4 separate regions of the Mus musculus genome follow, and regions 1, 2 and 3 are each linked to region 4. A link is a contact called in public Hi-C and promoter capture Hi-C data. All regions are on one chromosome and are shown on one strand. Each heading gives the region's core, a stretch centred on a gene start, on an enhancer-like site or on the middle of the called end of the contact. The rest is flanking DNA. Distances are from core to core; before and after follow the strand shown.

Region 1 (4,382 bases), core at 23-2,522, 1.3 Mb after region 4:
TTTTTTTAAACACTGTGGATACTTAGATTAAAAAAGAAACCAAAAACAAAACAAAACGGAAACCTCCGATCTCTTTAAGTATTTAGTTGCCATTTTTACTTTATGAAGTCAAAATGGTGTTGTGTTTGGGGGAGAACAATGTTCACCCACTGATTCTGGAGCTGAAATTACTACACAAGTTATCTTTTCCAGTCTGTTCTTCTGTTCCCTTCCTCACTTCGGTGGCTGGCAGCATGACTGTTTACAGCCCGTTGGGAGCAATCTGTTCAGCGATTTTAGTGGGATGAAATTTGGGTTAGTGAAAAAGTTTCCAAAGTACATGCCCCTTCAACTTAAAAAAGCATAGGGACAGAGGATTTTTAGGTTTTTTTTTTTTAATGCTAATTAGTGTGACTGTATCGCAGGATCCAGGTTCTGTAGAACCTTAAGTGGAAAGGATTTGAACATGATTAACCTAAGAACAATATCTGAAAGTTTTTGGATACTTTTTTTTTTTTTTTTTTTTTGATCCATAGGGACTCTAGGTGAAAGACCTCGAACTGAAGTCATCTGGCCCTTCAACGTGCGCTAAGAGCTTCCCATGACCCTACAATGTGACTTTATGAATAGCCACTATCACCTAAATATACAAAGGAGCCACACAGAGCACACGTTAAATAAATATCCTATCAGCCCAAATGTCCTTTTCTCCCCACATCTGTGTTCTGCCTCCCAGAGCTGCAGTCACGGGCTCGGGGGTCCCCTAGGGCTGTACCGAATCAGGATTGTCTGCCAGGACTCGGAACGCTGCCGAGTTCGTCTGGAAGAGCCACCCCGCCCCGTGCACGTTCCCAGGAGAGACCGATTACCCTCCCGGCCCCGGGGCCCCGCACCAGACGCCTCGGCCCGCTCGGCGGCGCGCATGCTCCGTGCTGGTCTTCTCCAGAGACTCGGGAGAGCGAGCGCGGGGCCGAGCCGAGCCGAGCCGCCGCTGCAGGCACCGGGCGCTCGGCGGCGGCCGGCGGGGCTGGAGGGGCGGCGGCGGCGGCGGCGGCCAGTGCCGTGCACGCCGGACACGCGCGCCCGCTCGGCCCCGAGGGCCCTCTGGAGGTGACTCGGGCGGACCCGGCGGTGGCGGCGGCGGCGGCGGCGGCGGTAGCGGCGGCTGCGCGGAGGGCGGGGGAGGCGATGAGGACGCTGCGGGCCGCCGCTGTCTGCCCGCCGCGGCCGTAGCGGGAGTCGGGGCGGGGGCGAGGCCGGCGGTGCCCCGCGCTGCGCACCCAGACAAAGGAGGAGGAGCCTCGGGCCAGCGGGCCGGCGCCGCGGGGACAGCAGGACGCCTCGGGCCGCCGCGCTTCCTCGGGGCTGCGGGGCCGCCAAGCCTCGGCGAACGCCCGCCCGCCGGCGCCGCCCCCGAGCGCTCGGCCGGAGCTGCGGCCCGGGCGGGAGGCGGCGGCCGGGGCGAGGCGAGGCGAGGCGGCCGGCGCCCTGCCTGTCAGGCCACCGGCCCGGCCTCCGATGCGGAGGCGCTGCGGCCGGGGCCATGCAGCAGGCGCCGCAGCCCTACGAGTTCTTCAGCGAAGAAAACAGCCCGAAATGGCGGGGACTATTGGTCCCGGCCCTGCGGAAGGTCAGTGCTGGGGCCGAGGGAGGTGCCGCGGGGCGACGGGCTGGGGGGCCGGGCCCGGAGCTCGCACAACTTGTAACGGGGAGAGCGAGGAGCGGGGAGCACGGCTCGCGCCCGCCCCGCGTGCCGCGGCCGAGCCTTCTCTGGCCGGGCTGCGGGCGCTCCTAATTGCCTGTTGCATCCCGAAGGACGTTTTCTCAACTTTCTTTTTTGGCCTGGTCCCGGAAGGAAGGTTTTGTTATGATCATAAAACTGGATTTCATCTTACAGTCATTTCGTCAGGCAACTTCCGCCGTTGACCAATGCGTTGTCCTCAGGCTGGATTCTGGCAACACAGAGTCCCACTGGTTTTTTTCGTTTCTAAAACAAATGCGCAATTTTGGACCGAGAGGCTACTTTGAATTAAGTTCTTGGGGCTGGGGGTGCTCGCCTCGGGCGGCTTGCTTGCTACGCTCGCCCATTCGCCTGTTGAGGCTGTGCTGTTTTCGCTAATATGGATGTGTGTTTCCCATGTGTGAAGTGTCAGTGAGTCATAGTATTCGTTCTCCAGCTCTTGGGGTGAATCTAAAGCGCCTCCCCACTTCCTGCAGAAGTCTTACCTGAATACAAAGATTGCCTCACAAAATGTGGTCAGTTTCTTCACAGCGACGAGGACTTGCAATAACCACTTTTAAGGGACAGTTGCGGGGGCGGGCGGGGGGGGGGAGGTGGCTCGTTGCTAATCAATCTTTGGAGATTAGATACATTGCTAGGGTGCGTGTCTCCGATTGGTTGGTGCTAGTCTTATATGAAGTTAGGTAATTATGCCATTCTCTTTGTTGCTCTGGGCCAGCAAGAGACTCGTTAGGGAAGGTGATTTGCGGTCCAACAACACAAGCTTGATGGCTTGAATTTCATTCCTGGAATCCACGTAAAGGTGATAGGGGAGAACTGACTCCACAAAGCTGTCCTGGCCTTCATGCAGGCCCTCACCACACACACACACACACACACACACACACACACACACACACACACATGCCACTAACACATATATCACACACACACACTTTAATAAGAAACCTCCACTAGGTAAAATACCACAATTGAGGGAGAATGTAAGATGTAAGGAGTAAAAGTACCTTTTGGGTTCCTGAGTTCATGTGCAGAACCCAGGGGGGAAGGAGAGAACTGACTCCCTACACACACTCGTACACACTCACAGACAGACAGACGGACAGACAGACAGACTCACACTAACAACAACAACTGCACTTGAAAAAGAATTCATCATACATGTCTAGGAGTGGAAAGACAAGTCCACTTTAATGGTAAAAACATTTCCTTGTATTCTTCAGAATTTCAAATTTTCCATTGTCATAATTCTCATAAGGAGGTGATTACTGGTTTCCTTGGGGGCACACACCAAATCATGTCTTTAAAAAGAACTCTGTGGAAATGGAAAGCACATTGAATAGTGATAATTCTGTTTTGAATCAAACGCAAAGGGGAAATACGTGGATAGTAATTAACCCTTCTACCTCCCAGAATGGCAATGGGTGTATCGGCTTGACCCTTGTTGGCATGTGATGCAAGTATATACACATTCGTAATTTTGATAGCAAAAGGTGGCTTAGACTCTACATAATCCTTGGTGCATAAATACAAATTTAATTTTTCAGAGTAGATCAGAAATAAAACCAGAACTAATATCCATTCCCTATCTCTTGCTTTGGTCCTGGAACTGTGCATTTGTGTGTTGTGTTTGTAGATAATATATTACTTCATAGTAATGGAGTGTTTTGCATATTAAAAAAACACATCCAGAGGAATGTCATCTTCTGTGGTGAATGTTAAAAGCAGCTAAAATTAATTTATTAACTTAGCATTATGGAATTGAAGTTCATGCCATGGACAACATTTATGTTTTTAGAAAAAAATTAGTTGATAATAATTCATATTTTATGTGGTGTGATGTATTTTAGCTTTGTGTATTCCTTTACCATCTGTTGAACACAGCTTAGGTGCTTGACCCCGTACAAGGTCCTAAGAATACAAAGGTGGATTTTCACTTTTATCTACTTGGTTCCTTTAGACAAGGATCCTTTTTGTAGCCTTGTCTGTTCCAGAACTCAGCTTCTGGTTTGGTTTTTCAAGACAGGGTTTCTCTGTGTAGCCCTGACTGTCTGGGAACTTACTCTGTAGACCATGCTGGTCTAGAACTAACAGAGATCCTCCTGCCTCTGCCTCCAGAGTGCTGGGACTAAAGGGCTTCGTCACCACCACCTTGCTGGTTTGGCTTATGTAAATGAACAAAGTTGACTTTATTGTTCTGTAAGATGTATCTGTCTCCATGTGAGGGGGTGGTGGGCAGAGCAGTTGGCTCAGTTAGAATAGTCTACTTATACATTTTGGTGAGGTCACCAAAACATTTCAGAAAGGTAAATTCATGACTTCACTTCATTCAAAATGTAAATGAACACATGTCAGTGATTTAAACTTTATTTATTTTTGAGAGAGGGACACATATAGCCCAGGCTAGCCTCAAAATTGTCACATAGTAGAGGGTGACCTTGAACTTCTGATCCTTCTGTCTCAACTACCCAAGATAGAGTCCAGGGCTTCCTGCACTCCACCCATTGAATTATAGATCTCCAGCTTTCAGGCTTTTATTTAATGGAAGATCTAGAAGGTGTCCAACTCATATGACCATTTAGGTATTTATAGGATACTTAATGAAGAGACAGTAAAGCTATTGGGTTAGGTATAGAATTCTAAATAAGAACATAAGAGTTAG
Region 2 (4,253 bases), core at 1,158-3,657, 1.0 Mb after region 4:
TCTAAGACAACATGTAATGTTTTTTTCATGAGTTTAACATAGTTGATTTCAGAACTCCCATCCAGCTACAAAATCCTATGACTTTTCCTCTCATGAATGTGGAAAGCATACTTCACTCCATTCTCTGGAAAGCCCAGGTCTAAGGAACTATCTTAACAAGATCCCAGCAACCTCACTTCCTGTCCTCTGAGGTCAGCCTTGGGAATTTTAGGGCAACTTCTTTCTCCTTTACCTCCCTTCCTCAAATTCTTCACGGAAAACCCCATTGTCTTTTCTCTTTCACCCTTGCGTGTTCTCTATCTGCACTACCGACTCTTTAGAGCTAGCATTTGTATCTGAACCACAGCAATACTTGAGTGCGCTTCCTCTCCTCAGACAACGTGCTCTATGAACTGCGTTTGGGTAATGAAGGTTTACACAAGGAGCAACCCTTTGTTCTCTTTTTCTTTTTATTAGATATTTACATTTCAAATGTTATCCCCTTTCCCGGTTTGCCTTCCAAAAACTCCCTCTCCCCTCCTCTCTCCCCCTGCTCACCAACCCACCCACACCCGCTTCCTGGTCCTGGCATTCCCCTACACTGGGGCATAGAAACTTCACAGGACCAAGGGCCTCTCCTCCCATTGATGACCGACTAGGCCATCCTCTGCTACATATGCAGCTGGAGCTATGAGTCCCACCATGAGTAATCTTTGGTTGGTGATTTAGTCCCTGGGAGCTCTGAGAGTACTGGTTAGTTCATATTGTTGCTATGGGCTGCAAACCCCTTCAGCTCCTTGGGTCCTTTCTCTAGCTTTTTTTTTTTTTACTCTTATGCCATAATCAATCTGTCAGCAAACCCTGCTGCAACTCTAAAATGCCTACAATCACTTAGCGCTTGTCCTGCTGCCTTTATCCATATGCATGCTAGCAATATTTTTTTATCACCTCCCTTATTTTGAAACCCCACTCCCCCATTCAGTCTACTCTCACACAGCATCCAAAGTGATCGCATTAAATACGTCTCTCCTCTACTCCAAAGGCCTAGGTGGGTGGCCAGTTACCAAGGAACTTCATTTCCCTCTACTCTTCTCTGTTCCAGTTCCAGCTACGTGACCCTCTTCCTATTCCTACAATGAGCCAGAAACACGACCACTTGCAGTGACTTGCATTTGCTCTTCTGAGGCCTCACTCCAGATAGCACCATAGCAAGCTAATTCCAGCATTGCCTTCTCACTGGCTTCATTATCCGACCCCCTTTCCAAGCTGTGGGATCTCTCTTGTTTATGCTTCCTTCAGCGCTCACTCTGTTACATACTATGGCTTACTAGTTTTATTTTTTGTGATCTCTCTTCCCCATAACCGCAGGACCTTTGTTGTTATATCCCAGACACCTAAAACAGCACCTTGGATGCTGGGTGCTCAATAAAATATTTGTTATAGGATTATAGGGACCTTTAACAAGGAAACATTTCATAAAAACACAGGAGACAGACAACTGATTAAATGTCTTTGTGCATGGCTAAAAAAAAGAGCAGTTTGGTGTCTTGTTCTGAGGTTGGTGTTTTGCTTCTGTGTTTTAAGCACATTCTCTTCATTATGAAAGCCTTACTTTGATCAAGAGGAGTGAGTCCCAATCTTATTCTCCAAGTTATTCTGTGTACCTGAGCGAGTTAAAGAGAACAAAGTAGAATCTGATATATTAGATAGAAAACTCCCAGTTCTGAACTCTGGTGCTCAAAGGCTTCAAAATTCTAAGACTTAACTGCAAGAGAAGGCATGTGGTTATTAAGAATACATATTAAAATGATGAAATAAATACACTAACGTCAAATTTATCTTAGGAGCTGTAGAAACTCCATCTTCTTTTTTAATCCGAAAGCGCGGATGGGGATGGGGGGCACAAAAGGGGGTGGGCTACCAAGGGTTGGGGGAGATAATAAGAGGACAGAAGAAACGGAGACTCAGTTTTTACAGTAGTCACGCTGTCACCAGAAGAGTCATCTGTGTTACTAGGTGTAGCCCTCGCGGTCCCAGCACACCCGAGGGCTGCCTTCCCTCAGCAACCAGGACACGCGGCTGCGGTTGCGGGAAGCAGGGCGGTAGGCAAGTCCAAGGCGAGAGCCGCTCGCCGCCCAGCGGGCTCCGGACCGCCCGGACTCCAGCTCCCCAGCGGCGGGAGCCGGCCCGCGCAGCCGCACTGAGGGCCGCGATGGTCGCCACACCCGGCCCGTTAGCCGCCCGCCCGTCGCGAGTCGCCGCACGCAGCCGCGTCCGCGCCCGGCGGGGGAGGGGCGGCCCGTGCGCGTCGGCTTTCCCAGCATTCCCAGCGGCGCGGGGAAAGTTTACCGGACGTAGGCGGTGGCCGCAGCGGTAGCGGCTCCGGGCGGCGGACCATGGCCCTGGTGGGCGGCCGCGGCCCTGTCCCAAGGCGGCCTCGGGCGGCGTCGTTGAGCCGGCTGACTTCCCGGGAGGAGCTGCCCTGCGACTGAGCGGCGGCGGGCGCGCTTAGCGCGGCCAACATGCGGCGGAGCCTGCGGGCGGGCGCGGGCGGCGGAGACCCGAGGCGAAGGCGGCGGCGGCGGCCCGGGAGGCGGCGGCGGGCGGCAGGCTCGCGGCCCTAGCGAGGCTGCTGGGGCGGCGGCGGGAGTCGTCCGCGAGGATGCTGTCCCGCAAGAAAACCAAAAACGAGGTGTCTAAGCCGGCCGAGGTGCAGGGCAAGTACGTGAAGAAGGAGACGTCGCCCCTGCTGCGGAGTGAGTGTCGTGGGCGGTGGCGGGTGGGGACCCGGCGCAGCCTCGGGTGGTGCTGGAAGACCGACTCTGGGAAATGCATGGCTGTCCGTGGTGTTGGGGAAAAAGTGCTTCGACCCGGGCACCTCTCTGCTGGGTACGTCCGGGCCCCGCGTTTGCGACCATCGCAGCGCCACTCGTCGGCTCACGCACTCGCACACGCACACACACACGCGAGAGTGGATTCCTTCCTTAGTCCTGCAGCGGGACACAAACTTGTGAGGCAAAGAACCTGATACTTGATACTTGTAGCCACTACCAGCGTCCTAAGTAACACACACACACACACACACACACACACACACACACACACACACACACGAGAGACTTGATACTTGTAGCCACTACCAGCGCCCTAAGTAACACACACACACACACACACACACACACACACACACACACACACACACACACACACACACACACACACACACGAGAGAGAGACTGGATTCCTTAGTCCTTCAGCGGGACACAGACTTGTGAGGCAAAGAACCTGATACTTGTAGCCACTACCCAGAGTCTTTTCATTTCCCAGAGTAGACAAGCCATTAACGTATTTGGATTAGGCTTTGCTCCTAAAATTAAAAAAAGCAAAGTATTCAGAATAATTTCAGCCATACCAGGCAAGTTCCTAACTTTATTCCTCTTTCCGACATATGTTCCGTCCCCTCCCGTACGTAGCTTTTCTTCTCCGTTTAAAATATTTGAGTTTTTAACTTGAACGCCTTGATTCTCCTTTTTTAAAATTCTTGGGTAGTCAGAGAGCTAATCCTTTGGTTCTCATTCTAGGAGCTGGACCCCTTGTGTAAGTTTCCTTCTTGGAAACTGGAAGTAACCGTGTGACTTAAATTAAGCATTACCTCATATTGTAATTGGGAAAGCTGCTCACAGGGGTTCCTAGTATTTGCCCAAGATCCCGCAGAAAGGGGTGGAGAGCATATTTTTCCATTGTGACCATGTGTCCAGCCTTACAGGTTCTGTTAGTAGTTGGAGTGCTAGACAACACAGTTGGTGGGGTGGATGTGTCAGTAACTGAAACCATTTTTAAGAGCTTGTTTTTCTGTTTTTTTTAGGTGATAGCTTGCTTTTTGCTGCAAATAAAGTTTATTAAGCATCATTTGAAGTCATGCCACTTGTTGAGTCTTTTAGTGAGTGACTCCATACAGAATTTGTGTCATCGACAGTTAATTATTCCAATATTAAGTTACTGTAGTGTTAGCTTCTGACACCCTTAGTGACATTGATTTAATGAATTCAGAAAATGTGTTCTATATCCAGGTTTCATATTTTAAAGGTAGTTGCTTTCTAAGAACATGAAAGCTGTTTGCACATTCAAATCAGCAGCCATGACCTTGGTTTGGGTTATCTGCTTTTAAAGGAGCCATAATTCTTTCCAGGCTTTTTCAGTAGATCCAGGGTTTGTGTGCATCTTTGGAAGTAGATGACTTTATTTTTCAGTTTCCACACTGAAAGGTCTTGCTT
Region 3 (4,004 bases), core at 383-2,882, 1.9 Mb after region 4:
AACAGTCTAGCCAGACTCTTCCAGAAGGCCTGGCTAGCCAGGAAGGGCATGGCTACCTGTTTTGGCAAAGCAGTGATCCCAGTAATAGTAACAGGTACTGATTGATGAGAGGAAAAATAAGGCACCAGTGAGCTGTGTCCTTCAGCAGCGTTATCTTCTTACTCTGTCTAGCAACAGTACCCTCCTGTGTTCTCCCGTTTGTTTAGTTGTATTACATGTTGTCAAAGCAAGACAGAGAGATAGATCAACAACAACAACAGAACTGGAATTGAAAAGGTGAGGGAATCGCGGTGTGTGTGTTTGTTTATGTGTATATGTGTGTGTGTATTTGTATATGTGTATATGTGTGTGTGTGTTTGTGTAAAACACTAGATTTGAAGACTGACAACAGACATTAAATTATATCTGGTCTTTAAATCTGTGACTCTTTCATTATGAAATAATTGGGTAAGGATTGTCTACCAAAATTTTGAAGTAGCATACTTTAAAGTTTTTTTTAAAGTTTCTATTAAAAGTCTTCTACAAAAGGCTTTTTTTCTTAATTTTACTCTGCTACATTCTAGATTTAGTTAAAGCTTTTATTTCAGGGGGCAGGGCTTTGTGCAATTTTAGGTTTTATTTTTATTTTATATATTTTTTATTTTTTATAAATTTGTCTTTTGAAGTTTGTCGTTACTTGTTTTGCTATTAAATTATCTGATGAAAACAACTTTTATTTTATATTACTTTTCTTCATATTCATCCACTTAGCCTGCGTTTGGTGGCACAAGCAAGCCCATTATTAGAGGCTGAGACATTAGGATAGGGAGTGTGAGTCTATTATGGGCAAAATGAGAGTCTTGGGCCAGTCTTGTCTACACAAAAACAAATGAAAAGTAAATGTAGGCGATTATATTTAGGTATCAAGGGTGGTATACTCACATATACGTAAGACCCTATTTTCCATCCATGGAATGATGTGGATTTCTTTTTGGAGTATATGAGGTCAAAAGATTTAATAAGAGGCCCCTATCGTTGACTCTTACTCATTACACTTGATTTAAGTTGTCATATAATTTCACGCCAGTAGGTGTCAGTAGTGAGTAAAGGAAAAAAAAAATCACGTTTGTAAGCGAACGTTTGTGTTAAGACAATGTAAAAAATTAAGGTTGAAATGTATTATATGAGAAAAGGGTGAATTAAAAAGAAAGTGAGAATAATGTTAATATTATTAAGTGTCCAAAAAGAGACGGGGTCTCGCTATGTTGCCCAGGCTGGAGTGCAGTGGCTATTCACAGGCGCGATCCCACTACTGATCAGCACGGGAGTTTTGACCTGCTCCGTTTCCGACCTGGGCCGGTTCACCCCTCCTTAGGCAACCTGGTGGTCCCCCGCTCCCGGGAGGTCACCATATTGATGCCGAACTTAGTGCGGACACCCGATCGGCATAGCGCACTACAGCCCAGAACTCCTGGACTCAAGCGATCCTCCTGTCTCAGCCTCCCGAGTAGCTGGGACTACAGGCGTGCGCCACCGCGCCCGGCGAGCGCTGAGAGCGACGGGGAGATACTAGAGCTGCGGCGGGCCGTGACGTCACTCACTGTGCCCGCCCAGCCAGCCTTAGAAATGTCACTCAGAGCACGCGGACCAATGTTGTCGCACGGCGTACGCGTCACGTCTTAGCGTTGTATTCTGGGTAGCGTGTAGCTCCAAAAAACTTTGAAGAGCGCCTGCGCGAGCCGACTCGTTCCTTTCTCCTCGTTGGGCGTCTGAAGGCAAGATGGGTCACCAGCAGCTCTACTGGAGTCACCCACGGAAGTTCGGCCAGGGTTCCCGCTCTTGGTGAGGAGCGGGTTGTGGAGACCGCGGTTAGAGGGAAGGGCCATTGTTGGTGACTGGGTGTCGGAAATTCAAGGCCCGCGGGCGGCGCGCAGGGCGTTCGGTGCTGCCGTCGCCATTACGGGCTTAGCTAGGCCGGGCCGGGCGGGCCCTGCTGCGGGTGGTGGGGAAGCTGAGGAGTGCTGTACCTTACTGTGGCGGCTCCATTAAGGCCATCTCCTTGTCCTTCCTCCTCCCAGCCGCGTCTGCTCCAACCGCCACGGTCTGATCCGCAAATACGGGCTGAACATGTGCCGCCAGTGCTTCCGGCAGTACGCGAAGGACATAGGCTTCATTAAGGTACGCGCGGTTGGTCGCTGCCGTCCACGATGCACACAGCGGAGGGTTTTAAGAGTTCCAGAAGGGAAGGGTGAAGGGTTTAATGCCTGGTCAGATTTAGGTGTCAGGTGGGTAGGAGGTGGTGCAGTTTCTACATAGTAACTGAATATTCCTAACCCAATACGTGTCTTAAATTTCTGGCCCAGGATGTTTGATCATACTGGGAAGAGCTCTAGACTTCACACACCGAAACCTAAGTGAATCTAGTGAACACACTGCTATGTTTTAGCCAGGGTTTTGGCTTTTTATTTGTTCTAAGGTTGATGTCTCAAAAGTCTCCTTTTTTGGTCAAAACCACTGTATATATATTTCATCTGCTTTTTATTTGTACCAATTTTTTTAAAAAGTATTTTAACCGGGTTTCTCCGTAGCCCTGGCTGTCCTGGAACACAGATTCTCTGCTGGGATTAAAGGTGTGCATCACACCCAGCTGCGGGACCAGTTTTAAATAAACTTGTGTTTAATGGGCCTGCATGGTATTTGACACTGCTGAGGTGCAGCAGAGAGTTTTAAGCTCAGACTTACATTATTGATGAAATAGTTACTGTAAGCCTAGCCTTACAGTTTAGAGACTTGAATGACTCAAGTGTGTCAGGATCGGTCCCTCCTCCGTCTGGTCTAGGTTTTTTCGGGTTAAGATGAACTGCAGAAACGGGCTATTTAGTAACTCCGGAGTACATGACATGGTTAATGTAATTTTGTGTGGTCTTGTATCGGGGAATAACTAGGGGGAACCAGTGGAAATAAATGCCAGAATCACAGTCTAAGTAATAGACTCCGTTTTGTTTTTTTCTTTTCAGTTGGACTAAGCGACCTTGAATGGATTCGACTGACTACTACCAAGTGGAACCGATCATGCTAGTCTTTGTACACAAAGAATAAAAATGTGAAGAACTTTAATTCCTGTGTGTGTGTTTTGTTTAGAAAAGGGAAGCAAAAATGTAGAGTTGCAAGCTGAGGCAAAAATGAGTTTGAGGCAAGAGGAAACGGAACCAGGACAGTTAGAACCTCCCAAGTGATCTTGGGTGGCACAGGTTGGAGTGGTTTGGGTAGTTAATTAGGGGAAGGTCCAAGTAGTTAGGATCCCAAGGGTTTTGACTGGAGCAAGTGTAGAATTGCAGGACTGAAGACAGGTTTGCAGAGGAGTCAGTATTGATGAGCTTGGTTTTGAATGCCTGTCACAACCAGTACAGCTTTCTAGAAATGCTTGTTAAAATTGGAGTGCAGAAGAGCGGGAACTGAGTATAAAGGCTGTTATCTTCAGCTCTCTTCTGAGTGAGTATACTTAAAGACTTAGGAGTTTAGCAAAGCAGGATGAGGGTGGAGATCTAAGCAGGGTGTGGTTTGTGCTACTGATCCTAGCCTTCAGGGTGGAGGCAGGAGAAGCAAGAGTTGAAGGTTTTGCCTTCAGAAGTCCAGGTCAGCCTGGGCTACATGGACCAACAAGTGTGGGATTTGGTCCAAGCAGGGAGTAAGCGATATTGAGTGCATCTGACTTAGATGTGACTGGGAAAGTAAGATTTATTTGCATGCATGTCTATATGCCAGGAAATTACATGGTTATGAGCCACCATGTTGCTGGAGATTGAACTTGGGAAATCTGGAAGAGCAGCCAGTGTTCTTAACCTCAGAGCCATCTCAGCCTGAGCTGACTAGATTTTAGCCAGTTCAATTAGTTTTTGAAAGGCTGAGCATATTGTTGGTGGGCCAAAAGCTCATGGGAACAAGGATTCCAAAAAAAAAAAGTTTATAAGTTTCATAGTAATTCATCTTGGCCTTTGACATAATCTAGATGTGGTGCGTGTATT
Region 4 (4,157 bases), core at 736-3,235:
CTATATATTTTCTATTTACACACACGCACACACACACCGAACACTAAGTACAACGTTAATCATGCACGTTTAAATGTCAGTCTACTTAAAAAGAATAAAAAATGAAGAGGAATACTTTTTGGTAAGTATCTGACCAGAAACAAACAAGAGCCACAGTATCCTACCGAATTCTGAGGAATGTTATGAAAGCTTTCTTTCCCTTCAAGCAGGCTGCCACTGATGTTTGTAAGATTAGGAAGCTTCAAAAGCTACACATAGAATCCACGTTTTAAGATATATATTATGAAGACTGAACTAATCAATCTAAATATTGTCATCACCTTAGTTTACTTTCTTTCCCCAAAAATATACAGAACTATCTCTCTTACTCAAGCTACATAACATGTCTTTTAGAAAATGGCATTGGTAGTGGAAAGGGGGAAGTATAGGTTTTAAAGAAAGCAAAAGCAAAGCAAAACAAAAAAACCTTGCAAAAACCAAAGCAGGACAAAAGCTTTTCTTCTTGAAAGGTGTTTTTGACACTGAAGTGTTTGAAAATCGAAAGACTGCACCGATCTTCTCAAAGTGCTAACTGCTAGAGAGTGTTGGACCGCCTGCATTTATACACACACACACACACACACATTCGAACACGCACACACACACACACACACCCCTCACCCATTCACATGTCATTTTCCTTAAAGTGCTTCTTAGTAAAGAAATCAATTCTAAGTAACAAAAAGCTGCCATTCCACAACTGCAGCCTCCGGACTGGCAGCGTCCGGGGCACAAGGCTAAGAAGAAGAGTTGGCTCCACTTACCTTCATCTTGACTGGTGACCTGTGGGGTTCCAGCTTCCTCGAGTTCTCTTCCCGGGCGCTAGAGCCAAAGCAGGGAAAAGAGAGGCAGAGGATCAGTCCAAGGCGGGGTGAGACCCGGAAAGAAAGTAAACAAATGCAGGCGGGGAGGGGCCGAGCTCCGCGGCCCCCGGGACAGACCCCCGTCGGGCAGCCAAAGCCTGGCGGGCAGTGAGCCCCACGCGCGCCAAAGGGCAGCGCGTCCCGCCCCTGCCCGGCCGGCCGGCCCACCGCGCCCCCGCCTCGTCGGCCACTCGCAGCCCCCTGCGCCCCGGCCTCCCGGGTCCGCGCCCCGCCGGGCCCCGACTCTAGCGCGCGCCCCGCCTCCGCCGCTCGGCCCCCTTGGCCCGCCCCGGCCCGGCCCGCGGCGGCGGCAACGGAGTGTCACGGCGCCATTGCTCTCCTGCCTCCGCTCTGCACCATGTCAGGAAGGAGAAGCGCTCCTTCACCCGGGGGGCAGGGGCGGCGGCCTGCGGCGGCGGCCGGCGCGGGGGGACCCGGCGGGGGAGGCGCGGGGCGGGGAGGCGGCAGGACAGGGTGTGGGAGGGGAGCGAGCCGCACCGCCGCAGCGGCCGTCTCCTCCCGCGCCCGCCTCAACTTTTTGTACAGCCCGGAGAGGCGCGGGCACCCCGATCTCCGCGGTCCAGCAGCGGGTCCTCGCCAAAGAAGCACAGCAGAGTTGGGGGCCGGTTCTCCCGGCAGCCCGCTCCTCCAAAGCAAACTTAGCGGCGCGGCCAGCCCCACAGCCATTTTCCCGGGGAGGCGGCGGAGGCGGTCGTGCCCGCAGTTGCCGCCGCGACTCCAGGACCCGATCGCTGCCCGGCGCCCCGGGCACAGCCCGCCCTGCATCCCCCTCTCAGCCTGCGGAGCTCCCAACTGCACCGGGACCCCATCGCGGCAGCAGCTGCTCCCGCCGCTTTGCCCATTCAGCGGCCCCCGCTGACTACCTACCTACTGCGGGTGCAGAGCGCTGTCAGCTCTCCAGTCTGCCGCCCCACTGATCGCCGTGGGTCCCCGTCCGGGCAGCACCGCTCCCGGCCGCAGCGGCAGTTCCTGCGCCGGGTTCCCCCACTCGCCCCGATTTACTGCCACAATCCACCAAATAACAAGCTGTTGAGCAGACTCGCTTCTACACGAACTCCTATTGGCTGCTCATGACGCCGAATAGCTTCGGATTGGAGCTCGCTGTCTGCCTTTCTCATTGGATGTAGCTGGGAAACTTCCATGATTGGTGCGGAAAACAGCAGGTAGGATAGCTTCCACTTCTGATTGGCTGTATCCGAACACGCACGTTATTGGAGGATAGAGGATTGAGTAAGAGAGCCCAAAAATTTGATTGGAGGAGCCGACTCCGGATGTGCTTGACTGAACACTGATTGGAGAACAAGGGGTCAGGAAGAGCAGTTCCGCACGAGGATTGGGCGGTGGCGTGTCCCATGGAAACGGAATCCAGAACTGCAGCCAGGGTTTTTCACGGGGGCGGAGCCGGCTCTTCCCCAGGCGCCTGCGCCTAACCGGTTCCCCGGCGCCATTTTGTCCCGGCAGCAGCAGCCCGCAGCTCTATCCCATTTTCTGTGTCTGGAGGGAAGGACGCGGACTCTCTCGGGTAGGTTTATTTCAGTGTGGCACCGGCTTACCCTTCCCTCCAGGACAACGCCTAGCGAAGGGTGGAGGAGTCACGGAGTCGTCCGAGAGGTCTGTCGGAGGCTCCCGGTGTCGGGTGGCCTCGGGGGTGGCGCAGCGCTGGGAGCACCGGAAGCGAGGGCGGCCATGGGAGCCGCTGTCCGCCGGCGGCGGAGCGTGGCTGGGGGGGCGTGGAGGAAGGGGGCGAGGTCGGGGGCGCACGTGTAGGTGAGTAAGCGGCCCTTTGCGCCCCTTCACTCGGGATGGCGGGATTTTACTGACACCCCCCCCCCTTCCTCCCGGCATAGCTCTGTCTCCCTTTGACATTGCATTTCGGAAGCTGGGTTGCGGTCTGCAGACACCAGGGGCCCAAGGTGGCAGCCACCTTGGTAAAAGACGGAGGAGGTGTGGTTTCTAGAAACGTCTTGCGTGGGGAAGAAGAGTTATTTCCTCCAACTGTGAAGCTTGGAGGAAACGTGGAAGCCCCGGCTTTCGGAATGCTGAGGAATGTGCCTGCCAGGACAGACGCTGCTGCCACTATGACCTTAGACAAGCGACTCTTGTCACTGCATGAGGCGAATACTATACTATTTTTTCGAAGAAAGTATTAATGCTTCAGGAAGGAACGACAGTTTCTTAGATGAAAGGGTTTTCTGGACCAGATAGACATGGATTCTGTCGTCAGCACATTGTCTTGTTAAATGACACAAAACTTAACAATTGGGCAACAGCTTATGCCCTAAATTAAAATGTGAAATGTTAACCCCAGTAAATTGCACAGTTGAGTACGTCTGAACTAACGCCATATCAACTAGTTAATATTTGTTGTTTTTGTTTTTTCAAAATTTGTTAAGATTGTGAAGTGTATTTTGGTAGTTTTACTAAGTCATGTCTATCTTTTTAAAATCTGCTTAGTTTTGGTGATGCACAAAACTAGAAAATGGTTGAGTAAACAGTTGAGGATTTTTGTTTGTTTTTCTAGAGTTGTGCTGAAGACAACAGACACCTCCATGACAACCCAAAGTATCACAGAGGTGAGTCCTGTGTCTTTTGAAATCTTGTGACTTGGGACAGGTGTGTGCTGAGATTTTCTGTAGACTAGAGCCAAATACTAGGCTACGTGACTGGTTGTTGAAGATGTTTTGTTAGTTCAAGCTTTCAAATGAGTCGGTTTAATTAGCTTCCTGATGTTATACCCTAGAGAAAGCCACAGATAAAAAGCATCCCTAATATTCAAGCTCACCCATTCTGGGCTCCTCCTTTCTGGACTCTGGTTTTTGGAGACAGGATTTTGGTAGTCCAAGCTCATGACCTTGAACTGCCGTCCCTGCTTCAGCTCCACAGCACACCATGCCCACCCAGCTTTGATTCTTAGACTTTTTAACACTCAGTGTCTTAAGTCAGAATCTTAACATTTTCTTGATTTTGTTCACCACTCTGATTTAAAAGTCTCTTGAGAAAGGTCTGATTAGTGAGTATTTAGGCAGGAAGAATTTTGGCTTTCTGTTGTAGTTTTATTTTTTAAGAAAATTAGCCAGGCAGTAGTGGCGCACACCTTTAATTCTAGCACTTGGGAAGCAAAGGCAGGTAAATTTTTGAGTTTGAGGCCAGCCTGATCTATAGAGTGAGTTCCAGAACAGCCAGGGCTACACAGAGAAACCCTATCTGGAAAAAAACAAAAACCAAAAAAAAAAA

Evidence for each region. Promoter capture Hi-C pulls out the DNA fragments that hold promoters and counts their contacts. Hi-C and Micro-C count contacts between places; a contact is called where the count stands out from the background. Capture Hi-C pulls out chosen DNA fragments and counts their contacts.
Region 1: a promoter capture Hi-C map of pre-B cells shows a contact between it and region 4, with 8 times the contacts expected there. The contact joins the promoter of Sos2 here to the promoter of Arid4a in region 4. A contact is called at or near these places in 4 of 39 promoter capture datasets (the C10 cell line, hippocampal neurons, liver and 1 more), 1 of 115 datasets of contacts at active chromatin or transcription factors (astrocytes) and 1 of 9 other capture datasets (liver).
Region 2: a contact with region 4 is called in a Hi-C map of muscle stem cells, with 6 times the contacts expected there. The contact joins the promoter of Sav1 here to the promoter of Arid4a in region 4. A contact is called at or near these places in 3 of 39 promoter capture datasets (erythroid cells, liver and maxillary cranial neural crest), 2 of 484 Hi-C or Micro-C datasets (erythroblasts and muscle stem cells), 1 of 115 datasets of contacts at active chromatin or transcription factors (astrocytes) and 2 of 9 other capture datasets (adipose tissue and liver).
Region 3: a promoter capture Hi-C map of liver shows a contact between it and region 4, with 6 times the contacts expected there. The contact joins the promoter of Rps29 here to the promoter of Arid4a in region 4. A contact is called at or near these places in 1 of 39 promoter capture datasets (pre-B cells), 1 of 484 Hi-C or Micro-C datasets (B cells) and 1 of 9 other capture datasets (liver).

Annotation. Positions count from the first base shown.
Region 1 is chr12:69,678,742-69,683,123 of GRCm38.p6, reverse strand. Sos2 (SOS Ras/Rho guanine nucleotide exchange factor 2) reads left to right here and starts at 1,272. Exons shown (of 23, transcript NM_001135559.1): 1 at 1,272-1,609. The coding sequence starts at 1,523.
Region 2 is chr12:69,985,156-69,989,408 of GRCm38.p6, reverse strand. Sav1 (salvador family WW domain containing 1) reads left to right here and starts at 2,407. Exons shown (of 5, transcript NM_022028.2): 1 at 2,407-2,735. The coding sequence starts at 2,642.
Region 3 is chr12:69,156,814-69,160,817 of GRCm38.p6, reverse strand. It overlaps Rps29 (ribosomal protein S29), which reads left to right and starts at 1,632. Exons shown (of 3, transcript NM_009093.2): 1 at 1,632-1,821; 2 at 2,058-2,157; 3 at 2,997-3,096. The coding sequence starts at 1,760. The coding sequence ends at 3,005. It also overlaps Rn7s1.
Region 4 is chr12:71,013,795-71,017,951 of GRCm38.p6, reverse strand. It overlaps Arid4a (AT rich interactive domain 4A (RBP1-like)), which reads right to left and starts at 1,985. Exons shown (of 24, transcript NM_001081195.1): 1 at 1,791-1,985; 2 at 804-861. The coding sequence starts at 809. 3110056K07Rik (RIKEN cDNA 3110056K07 gene) reads left to right here and starts at 2,129. Exons shown (of 4, transcript NR_045055.1): 1 at 2,129-2,445; 2 at 3,445-3,496.